Regions from separate parts of the Mus musculus genome. Here regions 1, 2 and 4 are each linked to region 3. A link is a contact called in public Hi-C and promoter capture Hi-C data. All regions are on one chromosome and are shown on one strand. The core of a region is the stretch at or near the end of the contact, and the rest is flanking DNA. Distances in the headings are between cores, read along the strand shown. Region 1 has its middle 40 kb from the start of Gm34097. Region 2 overlaps Gm34097 (a long non-coding RNA gene). Region 3 holds the start of Prdm8 (PR domain containing 8). Region 4 has its middle 66 kb from the start of Gm34029.

Region 1 (3,418 bases), core at 394-2,893, 370 kb after region 3:
GTTCTTCTATTTGTGAGAATGAAGTCAACTATCACCAATGATTAACTTACAATTGGCATCTTAGAATACTTCAGGTTTCTACTTAAGAATAAGCCACATATTTCAATGTATCTGAGTCTTTCCTGGCCTTCTATAGATTTTGCTTGTTTCTTTTACAATGAAAGGTTTGAAAAGTTTATAAGAATAAAGCAAATTGATTTTGATTTTTTTAAATCACTTAGCACAAAAGTAAAAATTAGCTTGTGAGTCTGGGGAGAAGGCCTGCTGGTAGAGAGCTCGAAATACAAGCCTCAGGACATCGGTTTGGATACCCAGATTTACAAAAAAATGTCAGCAATTTGATATATGCTTGTAATCCCTTTGCTTCTGTCTTCATTGCATCACTAGAAATGGGTCTAGTTAGGCTATTTCTTTGTGTCTGAGTGAATTTTGGAATTTTTCCTTTCTTTTTCACATAAATTTATATAACTTCTGCCATGCATTTATCCAATGACTATACTTATAATCTGTTATAATGTATCTATAAGGCTGCTCATTACAATATTTATAAGAGAAAAATAAAAGAACACAAGAGCCCTTTAGGAATACAACAACTTTAACTATGGTTTGTAGTGTGTAATAATTTAAGAGAATTAGGTCTATACAGGAAGAAAAGGAAAACTGCTAATGTACATTGAGTATAAAGAAAATTATGTATTATACTATGCTTTTTGTAAATCTTCACAAGAATATATGGCTAGAGAGATAGACTGGCATACACTCATACATGCACGAATGCTTCAAAAAAATGGAGAGCTCTTAGCTCTTCAACATCTGGAGATTGTCACTAAAGGTAACAGAAAAAAATCTTCTTATTTGAATTTTATGAGAATTATTTATTTTAAAAATATTCATTTATTTTATGTGTATGTGCTTACGTATATGTTTGTGCTCCTCATGCATAGAGGAGCCCAATAATGTGAGAAGAGGCATGAGATCTGAAACTGTAGTTACAGATGGTCACTACCCAACTTTTGAGTTCTGGGAGCTGAACCTGGGTCATCTGCAAGAGCCAAAAGTACTCTTTATGGCTGTCTCTCCAGACTCAATAATTTTTATTTTAAAAAGATATTGAGAGGTGTTGAAAACTAGAAACCGGGCATTATTTTTTCTTAGGATTTTATTGGGGAAAGAAAAACTCAATAATTCAAAAATGGAAAACATATATTAGATATATGCTTAGATGTGAGATAAGTTTGTGTCTAAATGTACCCATTCTAAGAGTACCCCCATTGTGGAGACATTTGTTTAGGGATTGAACAGATGTTGTTATTCATACCCAGTCAAATAAATGTATACTCATGAAGTTTCACCATGGCTATAGGGCCTCAAAAAACTATCCTTCCACACACTGTTTATCTTGTATTCTACCTTCAATGTTTTTCAAAGACTAGGTCTGAGTCGCTATGAAGAAAGCCCTGAAATGGTATAGATTTTCTTTATGCTAATTTCAGACTTAGTGTTCTCAGTAGCTTGTTTTTGCTTCCCTAAATCAAAACCACATGTTGGAATTAATTCATCATGCTTCAGAAGGCTGGGCACCCCTACTCCAGGTTTCAAAGCTTACTTCCTCCTGAGGTTTCTCTGTTGACTTAGTCTTATTTCTATGTCCTCACACAGCCTCTACTCTCTGAGTGCATGCTGCTGGCCTCTGTCTTGTTTCAAAGACACCAGAAATACCAGACCAGAGCCACACCCTTGTGATCTCATTTAAGCTACATCTCCAAATGTAGTCACAGTGGGAATTAGGGGTAAATTGTGGAAACTCCAGAGTCTATTGTTTTCTGTTTATTTTGCCCAGCAATGAAGGCCTCTCCCTCTGCTCAGGCACTCTGATTCTTCTAGGACTATCTGTTCTACCTAATTCTTTCCCTTCCCTCTCCATTTGCTGTTGTATGCTGTAGTCTTCCACCTACTGTCAATATTCTTATTGCTGGGAAAGTTATTGATTGAGCTGTTCTGGCTGGTTTAAAATGATACTATATGTTGTGAACTATGAGCTCATTAGAGGTTGCCTCAAAAAAACCTTTATTGATTTGGTACAAATTCCATTCAATTTGGAACCTCTCCCATGTTTTGGAATTTTTCTTTTATCTTTTTACTGTTTTTGAAGCAGGCATTTCCCCCACTCTTTTACTATTTTACTACTATTAAAGAGAGGAGTGGGGTAAAGGGCCTTTATTTTATCATAATCTTTAATACTTGATGAATTACTATTTGTGGTTATTATTGATAACTAGGTGATGTTTTTATTGTAGATATATGAGAAAGAGAGAGAGACAGAGACACACCGAGAGATACAGAGAGACAGAGAGAACATTTAGGCACATCTGGAAGAGTCTAGAGCAGGGAGAGAAAGTAGACTGAACATGGGCAGCAGACTGGACCTAGTCAAGGCTATCTGCAATAGATGGGAGAATAGCAGGGCTGGAGAATAGAGAAAACACAGCAGCAGAAGCAGGAACAGGGCAGAGATATTGTTAGAATTCTAAAGATGGATTTCTGAACATTAAAAGTTGTTATATATTTATATACCTTTAACTTTTCCTCAAAAATGCTTCCCATGTTAATTACAATAATAATCACATTATTTCTAAGTAATTTCTTGAGATGTAACATAATTACATTATTTACCATGTCCTTTCCTCCGCTTTCTTTGTTTTTAAAGATTTATTTATTTATTTATTTATTTATTATAAGTACACTGTAGCTGTCTTCAGACACATCAGAAGAGGGCGTCAGATCACATTACAGATGGTTGTGAGCGACCATGTGGTTGCTGGGTTTTGAACTCAGGACCTCTGGAAGAGCAGTTAGTGCTCTTAACCACTGAGCCATCTCTCCAGCCCTCTCCTCTTCTTCCTAAACCTTACCATGAATCCCTCTCATTTTACTTTCTTTCAAATAAATGGCCCTTTTCAATTCTCTCTCCCTCTCCCTCTCCCTCTCCCTCTCCCTCTCCCTCTCCCTCTCCCTCTCCCTCTCCCTCTCCCTCTCCCTCTCCCTCTCCCTCTCCCTCCCTCTCTCTCTCTCTCTCTCTCTCTCTCTCTCTCTCTCTCTCTCCTTCTCTCTCTCTCCATAAACAGAACCTGATCAATCTGTATAATTTTAGGTGCATATACATGTTTTCAAGATCTGAAAACCTGCTAAAAAGAAGTATATCATGACTAGTGTAGGCAATATATTTATCTATACAGGACTAGAAAATTTATGAATTTTAGAGGAAAATCTACAGTTGCTGTCGCGTCCGCTCTCGACCAGCAAGAACGACACGACCACCAGTCCTTCTACCAGCAGCTTATTCAGCAAACTTCAGTCTTCATCTCTCTCGCTTCATCTTTTTCCTCATCTATCTCCCCCAAACCCCGGGCCTCTCACT
Region 2 (3,680 bases), core at 33-2,532, 350 kb after region 3:
AATCACTTCATCTCCGTTTTATTTGTTTTATGTGATTCATGTAAACCCGTGTACCACCTGTATATTTGTAGTATCAGTGTTGGATTCCCTTGAAAGTAGAATTATAGACATTCATTAGATGACATTTAGATACTAGGAACTGAATGTAGATTCTTTGCAAAGACCAGATAGTGCCCGTAACCACTGAGCCATCACTCTGGACCTTTAACTTGCTTTTGGAGCAATCTTCGTATTCATAGAGTAGAGACACAGAGAGCAACAGGTTAATTAAGCCCAAACCCTACACAAAGAGAGTTGAGGACTGAGACTCCCACTGACTTCAGGGTCTATGCATTTCTTCTTGGGTTTAAGACTCTGAGATAAGTACTTTGGTTTATTTTGTTGTTGTTTTTGTTTTTCCTGTGCCTAACTGATTATTTTGTCTCATCCAGAAATATTCCATATTACTAATTAAAATATAATTTTATATAGTTCAAGAGTTTGGAGACAATAGAGTTTGTTCTTCTCAATGTTCTTTCACTCTTTTCTACCTCTTCTTCTGCTTTCCTTGTGATAAAGGGAACACTGGAGGAAAGATTGGAACTGAAATTGACCGAAGCAACATGGACAGCTGGAAAGGATTAGAAAGACTCAGACCTGCATCAGTTAGTGCTGGGAGTTACTGTTCAACAGAGGTGGAGCTGAGGATCAAATGACTGTGTACAGTCAAATGGCAAATGGATTAAGGACTTGGCTTTTCCAGCATCTCCAGGGGTCACAGGAGTATACAATGCCACAGCTACGTGTGGAGAGCTGGAGAAAATCAGTATTTTTTGCAAAATGGAGTTGCTCCAGTGTCAAATATAGCTTGAAATTCTCTCACCTAATTTTGTTTCCAAACTCTAATCCTAGTTAGCATAGCGACTCTAAAATACATCTCAAGTACAGACTAGATCCTGTAATGACAGAACAAGATATAGGAAACAGTGCTATGTTAATTTTGGCTGAAATGAAATTCAGAACACTAAGTCATGAGGGGTAAGCCTGGCAACAAAAGGTGATACCTCCATATCAGATGAGGACCATAAGGGAATTCAAAATCCAATGGTGAAAAAAATGGTAATGTTGACCATTAAGGCTTGGCCATACCTATTTCAAAGCCCTGTCCCAATGCTATTACAAAATGCACTAATCATTGAAATAACTTACGTCATTAACAAAAGTGCCTCCCCCCTCTGACTGTTCTATGGATGTGTGCCCTCTCTGTGGAGGGCAGTGCTCAGCTTGCTTTTCAAAAGCCAGGCATAGCTTTGTTTACATGAGTTTCTGTGACCTCTGTGGCCCCCTTCCTTCAGCACAATTCCATTGCTCAACCTTGCATCATCTCACTGGACCACAGCCAGGCAGAGAGGGAACAGCTGGGAAGGCATGATCTGTGAAGATCACCAAGGATCCTACAGAGGCTCTAAGAAGTCCCCTTTTGTGGAGTAAGCTTGCCTACCTGGAGGCCCTTTTGTCAAACTTGATGACCATGTGAGTCGAGAGAAATGAAATGCAACTTCGAGTAGCCTGACCAGATTGCAAAGCAGGAAACATTTGCAAGAGTGCTTCAAGTTCTGTGTACTTTTGAGCATCTGGCAAGGCAATGGCAAGCATGTCCACTAAACCCTGTAAACATTTGTTCTCCATATAATAATAAGGCATAAACTCCAGCAGAAAATAAAGTTCTATTTTAAACATTTACATATGCATATGAGGGTCTGGTGTCACTGCTTGTATTATGACTCATTCTGGTAAAATAACACCTTACAACTACTGAGAGACCCTTACAATGAACTGAAATTAGTTTAGAATATCAACTGATATTATTTCATCGTACTTCATTGGAAAGACACAATTACTGTTATACACCTCAGAGAAATATGAAGCAATTTCCCTTCTATCTTGGTTCTTAGAATACATTTCATCACTGTTCTATGATTTACAAGCTGGACATTATTTTGGAAGCTTCTAATCTCTCTGTGACTGAGTTATTACACTTACAAAACAGAGATAATATCAGGATCTAGCTCACACAATCGTGCGAAATTAAATAGAATAATGTATGTAAAGCATCAAGCAGAATGCTTATAGCATAGAAAATGGTCAATAGTGCTAGCTATAATAATTTTCACTATTATCATTATTAATTTAAGCTTAGGGCTCTTCTATTGGATACACATACACAAATTTTAGAGTGATAAGTGTACGGTTTAAAGTGTTAAGGGTAGGATATAATTTCTGATTAATTTGTATAGTTATCAACAGTGTATACTCTGTACAAGATGATTTGCATGCTCCAAGTTTCCGTGGTAAAGAAGTAACACATATGTGGAGTTTTTCTGAAAAAATTATCTCAAGCCTTAAAAATTTCCAGGCATATTAATACTGTCTTGTGACAAGTCTGAAGACATCAGTGATTAAAATTTGTTGATAGTCATATTTACCTCATACAGTTTGTCTAATTTCTAAATCCTCTATGCCAGAACTTTGAGGTTTTATAACTTGTTTATCAGAAACAGAGCTATGTCACACACAGGAATTTGTAAACAACATCTGTGAACCCCAAACACATATTGTTGTTATAGGGCGCCCTACAAAAAGAACTGGGTGGATTCGCAAACTTTGTTGAGAAATGTTCAGAGATTAGGAGAAAGTGTGTTTGAAATGAGAAAAAAAAAAAAACAAACAAAAAAACATGTGTCATTGCCTCTGTGTTAAAAGTACAGATGCCCCTCATCAAAAGGCCAGCCAGCCATTGTGTTTGGATCTTTATGTGTGTGCCCCAATGACATAAAAGGGAGTGGCAGGTTGATAACTTTCCAGACTTTCATACATCATGGTCTGGATTCTTCAGACCTACTTGTTAGGATAGTTTCCAGGAAACAGAACTTGTTCACTACCCCCTTTAAACTTTCTAAAGTGGTTTTAGTTTTTCACATTCTTTTAGAATTAATCTTTAAACTTAACAAACAAGATGATGGGTTTCTTTATGAAATTTTATGCATACATCTCAGGTCTCAGGTAACATCTGAAGAGCCTTTTACTGCTCATATTGAACTCACTCTTCTTCCATCCCTCCTTTCCTCTCATCAGTGTCCCCCCTCTTTCATGTTGCACCTCCTCTGTCAGAACCTGTGATGAGGCCACTTTTCATAGCGTCCTTTCTTAAGATGGGTCACCATGAGTGGTGGGCTGTTCCAAGACCTCCATATTCTTTTTATTATGGTCACAGAACTAGGGATGGACTATTGATTTCAAAGACAGACCATATTCTAGAGAACTGTGTTCCAATTTTCCAAGCCATTTAACAGGTAATTTCACTGGTTCATAAAGACAATGGCTTCTAGATGATGAGGTGTGTATTACGTGCAAATGACTCTGTGGGTATGCGTGTAGTCTGATACTGCCTTCATTCTTGAATTGCTCTGTGAGAGTGAGATAGTGCTTAATATATTACTCTATCATAGGTTCAAGAATTTGGTACCTAAGGTTAATCCTAGAAAAGCTTCTAGGTATGAAAGGAAGTTTTGGATTTAGTTCTTATAAGGTCTGTAACATGAAAAACTAGTCCAACATACCAAAGCTGAAATCAGATGTAGCATTAGCATTGCCACTAATCAGATCAGACTAGCATTGCCACTAATGATAGGCTTGTTCTA
Region 3 (3,655 bases), core at 965-3,464:
AACAGGAAGCATGGGAGCACACTTCCTGCTTGAGAAAAAGAAAATAGAGAGCCGGTGAAGACTGGAGCAGGCTGTGTCTATGCTACCTCGGGATTTATAGAGTGGGGCATTGGGGCGAAGGTAGGGCTTTTGTAGGTTTGTTTGCTTTAAAACCAGCATATGCAAAATTTCTGACTGCATAACTCCCCCCCCAAAAAAAAAACCCGCACTTTTAATCTTTGGGGGACAGTCCTGTCCTATGTACTAAGCCCAGTGTCTCATTGTGATTTCTTCTTTTCTTCTAACAAGGGGAGCAGCCTTAGCTAGCAGGCGGGGACCACGGAGCATGGCGAATGGATTTCAAGTGGAGTGTCAGGGCCACTAATTCTATGTCAGCTAACCTTTCTTTGCAGCCTACAAGAAGGGACGCATGTCTGCTCATTACCATAATCCAGCACTGTCCCTCTGAGGCTTTAATTAAAAGCAGCAAGCAGAGGTAATTATTTTTTCTCGACATGCTTATTTATGGATGAGGTTGAATCCCAGTTACCTTGTTATACAAGAGGGTGGATTGAGTCGCCTGTGGCCCATGAAGCGAGCAGGTATAGGGCAGGCTTGAAGTGTCCCCTGTCTGAAATTCTGTGTGTAATGACTGGTGAATTCTCACTTCCCTTGATACCACCCTGTTTGGGCTAGAAGGGGTCAGCCCTGCTTGAATGGTCCTGAGTGGGCCCTCCAGCTGTTTAATCCGCAGCAATTTAGAAGTAATGCCCCAGTGGCGGGCTCTCTATTAAGCCGTCTTACAGGGATCGTTTCCTTCCTCAGCCACTGGACACCCCCTGTAATACTTAGCACTTAAAGAAAGCAATCATTTAAATTATTTAAACTAGGTCTTAGTTAGCCATGCCATTTTTCTTGGGGAAATCTAACAATTCCTCTAAGTTGGTTTTTCCCTAGCAGTTTCACCAGTGACAGTGATTGTCTCTGTATTTATATACCTTAAGTGGCCGTGGGGAAAACCGATCTTACTCTTTTCTTGTTCAGCTAGCTTCTCATTAAAGAAAAATATAGGCGATGTGTATTTTGTTTAAATCAACATCCACTAGCCAATTGCCATACAAATGTAAGAAAATGCAATGCCTGTAACTTTGGCTAGCCCCTTTCCTATTCGTTCTCCCATATGCCCCAAATGGCAAGTATATTTTCCAGACAGTGGGAATAAGAAAAATAGCCACAACATAGAAAGTTTATGATACTACTTTCTGTTTCTGCACTCGTCCTGTCCCCTTCTGATTTCCAATTGCAAGTCAAATACGTTGCAGAATACAGGTTCTCTCAGCTCCCTTTCAGTATAAACCCTCTTTCTCTTCCCAGTTGCCTACATTTCAACGGTTTGTACCTTGATTTCTGCCTCGCGTTTGAAAGTATTCTTCACAGAAGCTTTTTATTGTGACAGGAGATCGCCCTCCACTTTGGCAACAGCAGGGACTCAGTCATTAAAATGCAGTTCTATCTAACAATACAGCGAAAAGGTCCCACAGCCGGGCTAATAGCGGTCCATGCTGCCTCGGTGGCCGCCTTGACGCAAATCAGCCACAATAGCGATAGGCAGGACCCCGGGCTTTATAGTATCTAGCCTTTCACAGTCCTACGCCCATCCCTAGGCCCGGGTTCTCTTCCTTCGCAGATCCTCCTGGGAAACTCAGAGCCAGCTGGGCTCGCTGAAAGCCGGTCGCTACTGCCGGATGCTCTCCCTCCACTCCGGGCTGGCATTGTCTGGCAGCCGCGAGCTCCCCAGTCCCTAGCTTCTCCAGAAAAGTGCTCCTACCCGCTCCTCCCTTTGTATAATCTTATTGGCAGTGGAAACAACATTCCGCGTCGTTTCCCTCCTATCTTCTAGATAACGAGGAAAAGGGGGACAATTTTTTCACTCCTTGTACTCAACCTGTCCTCTTCCCATCCCCCTCCCAGGTCAAAGCAAATAGACTTACCAGAAATAAGGTCAGGACCGAGTCGCCCAAATAAGGCCACCTGGAACCAACGGGGTGCAAGCCAGTGTTCCTTCCTGCCTATTACATTAGTGTATCTCCATGTCAAGAGGTGTCGGTGTCAGTCTTGTGGGTTCTGTCCAAAGAGAGAAGAGAGATGCAGATAGATTAGGAGAGAGAGAGAGAGAGAGAGAGAGAGAGAGAGAGAGAGAGAGTTGTACAGATGGACCCGATGCAATGACTGACTGGCACGCAGACACACACTTTTTGTTTGCTGCACATAATCTGCCCAATGACGCGTGACAGCCCACGTCCCCTCCCTTTAACTCTTGCCGGTCTGGGAGATCCCTCCGGCGCCACAAGCCTGGTTTTTCTGGACTGCCCGCGCTAGGCAGATCCTAAGCTCCTTCCCGAAGTGGCATAGCCTCCCCGAGAGCATCCTGGCCTGCCTTCTCCTGCAGCTGGGTCCCTCTGGGACACCTGGGTTGGCAAAATCCGTTTCGGGCTCAGGAAGGAAGGTGTCAGAAGGAGCAGAGCGGTTCTTTTCCGTTTTGCTGGGCACTCAGAGGACGTAGGACAAGGAGTTGAATTGGCTATGTTGCCAGCGCGTGAACTACTTGCATATGTCCCTAGAGTTTGAGTGGTATGTCCCTGCTCCCCCAAAAGGAGGGTGAGAATTTGCCCCGCGGGATTCTTTGGCCATTGACTGCCGCTGATCTGTGAAGCTAGTGGCCTAGGAGGTGACAAACAGACTTCCTTAAAATGCATTCATGCCACCTAGCAGAGACTCCCGTGTAAATACTGGCGACAGGGGGTATGATTTGGTGGGAACTCGGCTAGCCATCTCCCATCCAATGGGATGGGGTAAGAAGATAAGTCTGGAATGCTGCCAGACACCTAAAGGGACTTCGGCTGTTTTTAGGTCCCAGAACAAGGGTCTGTGCGTGGATATGGGCTAGGAGGGCGTTGCTGGGAAAAGCCTAGGTCATTGGACTCAGGTGTTAAAGCTTTTCACCTTCTGTGCTCTCTCTGTATTTTGTGGTTCCCAAGGGGGTCCCATAATGGCGGCCAGGATTCTAAGACCTCATGATACAGAAAGGATGGTTCAAAGTTAAAAAAAAAATTACTGAGAAGGACTCTCAAGAGCCTTTCACATCCAGCCGTTGATGGAGGAGTGGACCGAATCACAGGAGTGAGGCTGTCTCGGGAGTCTCGTTTGTGCGCTAAGCCACTTAGAGGCGCTGGCTTGTCCTCTGGAGCGGCAGCTGATGCTAATGACTTGAGGTCTTTGACAGCCAGAGAGTTTTCTCCTTCTGCGGGGGCCACAAAACAATGACGCTAGGGGCTCTCTGGCTGTTTTTCTCTGGTAGGCTTTCTATTCCTAAGGAAAGAAAGGCCTTTGAGTGGCGCAGGCAATCCCTCAATTCCTACCCCCACTCTCCCGGAATTCAATTGAGCAATAGGTCAGGTTGAGTATAAATCCAATTGTATAGTTTACTCGCTAAAGGGCAGGAGTCAGGGCCAGAATTTAAGGAGGAGACAATCTCTGTCCTTGCCTCTCAGAGTGAGCATATGAGGGTTGGCAAAGAGCAGCTGACAGTATAATCTTTACGGAGCTCTGAGACTCCTGTCTGGAAGCCTAGAGGCCAGCAAGACATCAAATGTACCTGCTGCCAGGGAAGAATGGG
Region 4 (3,269 bases), core at 210-2,709, 480 kb after region 3:
TCAGTGTCTGTATCTGCTTCTGTGTCTTTTCTTGGAGTCGTTTACTTCCGTTTGTTTTGTTCTATTACGATGTGTTTGCTCTCGTTTTACATTATTATTTTGTACTTTATTATTATTATTATCTCTTAGAAGCCTGAGTGTTTTCTAATAAGAGACAGAAATAAGGTAGACCTGAATAGGAGGGGAGGTGGGAAGGAACTGGGAGGAGTAAAAGGAGGGAAACATTATCAGGATATTTATATAAAATGATTCTTTTTTTAATAAAAAGGAAAAGAAGTATTTAAAATTCACAAAGTAATTTTATGCATAGAAAGGGGTGACTTCTTCAAATGTGGCCTCAGTAATGTATCTATCACAAAAGGCACATGAAAATATGCTAACTACTAACTTAAAAATAAGACAGAAAGAAAGCAATGAAGTAAGGAAATTGCACTTTAAACTGTGTACTCACATGAATCAAAGCGTTCTGGTCATAATTCAGCTATTATGGTTACCTACTGGCTTTCTCATAATATGGAACCCCTATCCGCTAAAACATTCTTCCTGCAGGTTTATATAAGTTCTGGGAGGTATTATCCTATACGTCTCATTTGCACACTGGAGAACTGAAATATAATTGAGTTATTTATTTCATCCTTGGGAATATTATTAATGGAACAATTAGAATCCACAGGACTGCAGCATTAATGGGCTACTTCATTAGGACTTAAGATGAGACCATGCCACAGCAAGGAGTTACCAAAGAAAATGGAAAGACATTTTTAAAAGAGAGAAATGATAGCAACAGTCCTTGAATATTGTCAATGGACTTTAAAGATCCCGGAATTCAAAGCGTTAACACCTATAAGCTGTTCTAACAAGGGAATATATACTGTTAAAGATTGGGAGTTATTTAAAATGCCAGTGAGTGTTATAGCAGTGCTCTGAGATAACCATTTCATCAGCCTACATTACTCTAAAATTAATGAATAATGAGGCGATGCCCTTCACATTCTCTTCCCTTTCCATTCCAAGATATATTGATCAGATGACATTTATTTAAGTTTGGGATAATGTATTAATTTCGAGATAATTATTCAATATACTTTTGTCACTGTTGATATGCTTCAATGTCATCCAGGGGCCGAGGGATGAATAAACTGTTATCTGACATTGGTGGACAGAGTGCTAGAAATAAATGCAGTTTTTCTCCTTGAGATTCACTGACTTGGGTTCTTATGGGAGGGGGCCATGAAAGAGGAGACAGACAAAGATAAAGAGGGGTGGTTAGAGTAACCCCCAGGTTAAGAGGGCTTGAATGTATTAAAAGACCATATTGGGGGACACAGTGCCTTTTCTATTGTTGCAGGGGTCAGACTGATGCTCAGCAAAGCTGACAGAGCCCATCCTTAGTGGATGCCACTGCAATATTAACACTCATTTGGAGCAGATGTGACTAAAAGCATGAAACATTGAACAAACAGCTGCCACAGATCCAGTGCCATTGCGTAAGCTCTTATGTTCTATTAATGCCTCGGGTTGGCGAGGCCAGGAGGGCAGACTTTATTCCTCACAGTTCCTTAGCAGATGGGCTGGATGATGGCTCCTCAGAGAAGGGCTGCCCCATAGACATGACCTTACACCCCATGTAAAGATTCTAATACAAAATACCTACCCAAGAAAAAAGATGTATCTAAGGTCAGGTTATGCCGTGTCGAGAAATCTGTACATATGCAGAGTACTTCATGGATACTGGTTTCTATTTTACTCTATTTTATTCAACTTTGATTTTAATAGTGGGCTAGGCTCGGCGATGTTTCCTCTGCTCTCACTTTGTGATTTCCTGTGTTCACACTTGGGTGTGTAGGAAGAGTCAAAAGCTCATTGGCTCACACTCACCTACTTCTGTTTACCTGATCCAGTGAGCTCAGAGTGCCTCCAAGTCTACCATCGCCCATCCCACACCCTGGTGGAATTCTGTTTTCATCTGTTCACCAGGACAAACTGAAATTCCAAAATGCAAAGCAAAGAGGTCAAATGTTGTAGATCATAGGAAAAAAATCCATTCATACTAAAAATCATGCACTCTCTGGCTGTGGTGCGATAGAGAGAACACGTGGGTGGTGTTGAAGTTTGGTCTGGTTCTGGCTACAGCCCCATGCTCCCAGGAATAAGACTCAGACTCAAAATATTTTTACAAATACCTCAGACTTATAATTACCTCTTCTCTGATATTCTGCCATTTGTCTGGTTACCTGTGCTCAGATACTATGTGTCCAACTTGTCACATCTTCCTGGCAAATCTACCCCGCCTGGCTGTATCCCAGAATTCTGTCTCCTCCTGGATATCCCATGTCCTCTTTCCTGACAGGTGATGCATCCATACAATACACAAAATATTTTCTCTACAGGGTGGTGTTCACAAGTTCAAATAGCACAAGAGCAGGTATGTCTCTGGCTTATTCTCTTTCCGGATGGTTTCCACTCCATGGCTCTATCATTTTCCCATGAAGACTAGGGTCACCTGGGTAATCCGTCTGTAACAAGCTGCACTGACCTCCAGCAGGTGCAGAACTTTTTCAAGGTCAGTGGTTTATGGAATATATTTTATTTATTTTTAGAATGCAAGGCCTTCTAGCTACAATTATGTTCTACCCATCATTACTCTCCATATTCTTCACCCCAACCTGGGGAGTGGAGGTCAAGGAAGACAATGAATGTGTGCAGGATGAAAAAGAGAAGCCATATCTTGAAAATGATACAGGAAAGCAGCAAGTGTGTCATTTATCCATTTTCCTTGGTACCTACTCTGTGCCAAGTATATATGAACTAGTACCATGATCATATAACATTTGCATTTCAATAGAGAGCAACTGACCAAAAGACAGTAAGCAAAGAGCTTGGCCAAATGAGTTATTCAAAGTCTTTTAGATTTGGTACCTGCTACAATGATAACAAAGTAGGCTATAAAAACCTATGGCAGTGGGGGAGGGGATGTGCTGAGTGAATCAGAAAGCTGAGGGAACACTTCTCCGAGGAGAAGGCGTCTGAGGATCAACAGAAAAACAGTGCAAAGAAACCACCACTGGGCACATTCTGAAAATCTCAGATGGAGGAAAGAGTTAAAAATAGACCTACAGCTGACAGAATCAAAGAACATTACAGGCAGAAGGAAAGTATTTTGTCACCCGAATTATGTTATAAACTCACCTTATGACCATCTGAAGAGTTGTGGGTAGAGGGGACACAGAAGGAGACCAAATTTCAGCACTGATTAGCAAACGAGTCTC

The links. Promoter capture Hi-C pulls out the DNA fragments that hold promoters and counts their contacts. Hi-C and Micro-C count contacts between places; a contact is called where the count stands out from the background.
Region 1: a contact with region 3 is called in a promoter capture Hi-C map of pre-B cells. The contact joins the enhancer-like site here to the promoter of Prdm8 in region 3. A contact is called at or near these places in 13 of 39 promoter capture datasets (the 3T3-L1 cell line, 3T3-L1-derived adipocytes, the C10 cell line and 9 more), 1 of 115 datasets of contacts at active chromatin or transcription factors (embryonic forebrain) and 1 of 9 other capture datasets (macrophages).
Region 2: a promoter capture Hi-C map of liver shows a contact between it and region 3, with 2.8 times the contacts expected there. The contact joins the enhancer-like site here to the promoter of Prdm8 in region 3. A contact is called at or near these places in 12 of 39 promoter capture datasets (the 3T3-L1 cell line, the C10 cell line, the HPC-7 cell line and 7 more), 2 of 15 datasets of contacts at CTCF or cohesin (large pre-B cells and pro-B cells), 7 of 484 Hi-C or Micro-C datasets (the C10 cell line, the N1E-115 cell line, cerebral cortex and 4 more), 4 of 115 datasets of contacts at active chromatin or transcription factors (embryonic forebrain, large pre-B cells, neural progenitor cells and 1 more) and 2 of 9 other capture datasets (adipose tissue and liver).
Region 4: a Hi-C map of muscle stem cells shows a contact between it and region 3, with 2.1 times the contacts expected there. The contact joins the enhancer-like site here to the promoter of Prdm8 in region 3. A contact is called at or near these places in 8 of 39 promoter capture datasets (the 3T3-L1 cell line, 3T3-L1-derived adipocytes, the C10 cell line and 4 more), 1 of 15 datasets of contacts at CTCF or cohesin (pro-B cells), 3 of 484 Hi-C or Micro-C datasets (cerebral cortex, muscle stem cells and ventral hippocampal neurons), 6 of 115 datasets of contacts at active chromatin or transcription factors (T-cell acute lymphoblastic leukemia, astrocytes, bone marrow-derived macrophages and 3 more) and 1 of 9 other capture datasets (adipose tissue).

What each region holds. Positions count from the first base shown.
Region 1 is chr5:97,805,581-97,808,998 of GRCm38.p6, reverse strand. No RefSeq gene overlaps it. Among named protein-coding and RNA genes, the nearest start is that of Gm34097, 40 kb to the left of the region's middle. Within about 2 kb of position 1,643, at least 44 of the 459 cell types and tissues checked have an H3K27ac peak or open chromatin away from gene starts, as enhancers often do. A contact at or near this core is called in pre-B cells, where this site is marked.
Region 2 is chr5:97,832,608-97,836,287 of GRCm38.p6, reverse strand. All of the region lies in intron 1 of Gm34097 (a long non-coding RNA gene), which reads left to right. Among named protein-coding and RNA genes, the nearest start is that of Gm34097, 13 kb to the left of the region's middle. Within about 2 kb of position 1,282, at least 16 of the 459 cell types and tissues checked have an H3K27ac peak or open chromatin away from gene starts, as enhancers often do. A contact at or near this core is called in the N1E-115 cell line, liver and muscle stem cells, where this site is marked.
Region 3 is chr5:98,179,428-98,183,082 of GRCm38.p6, reverse strand. Prdm8 (PR domain containing 8) reads right to left here and starts at 2,214. Exons shown (of 4, transcript NM_029947.2): 1 at 1,971-2,214.
Region 4 is chr5:97,701,076-97,704,344 of GRCm38.p6, reverse strand. No RefSeq gene overlaps it. Among named protein-coding and RNA genes, the nearest start is that of Gm34029, 66 kb to the right of the region's middle. Within about 2 kb of position 1,459, at least 2 of the 459 cell types and tissues checked have an H3K27ac peak or open chromatin away from gene starts, as enhancers often do. A contact at or near this core is called in muscle stem cells, where this site is marked.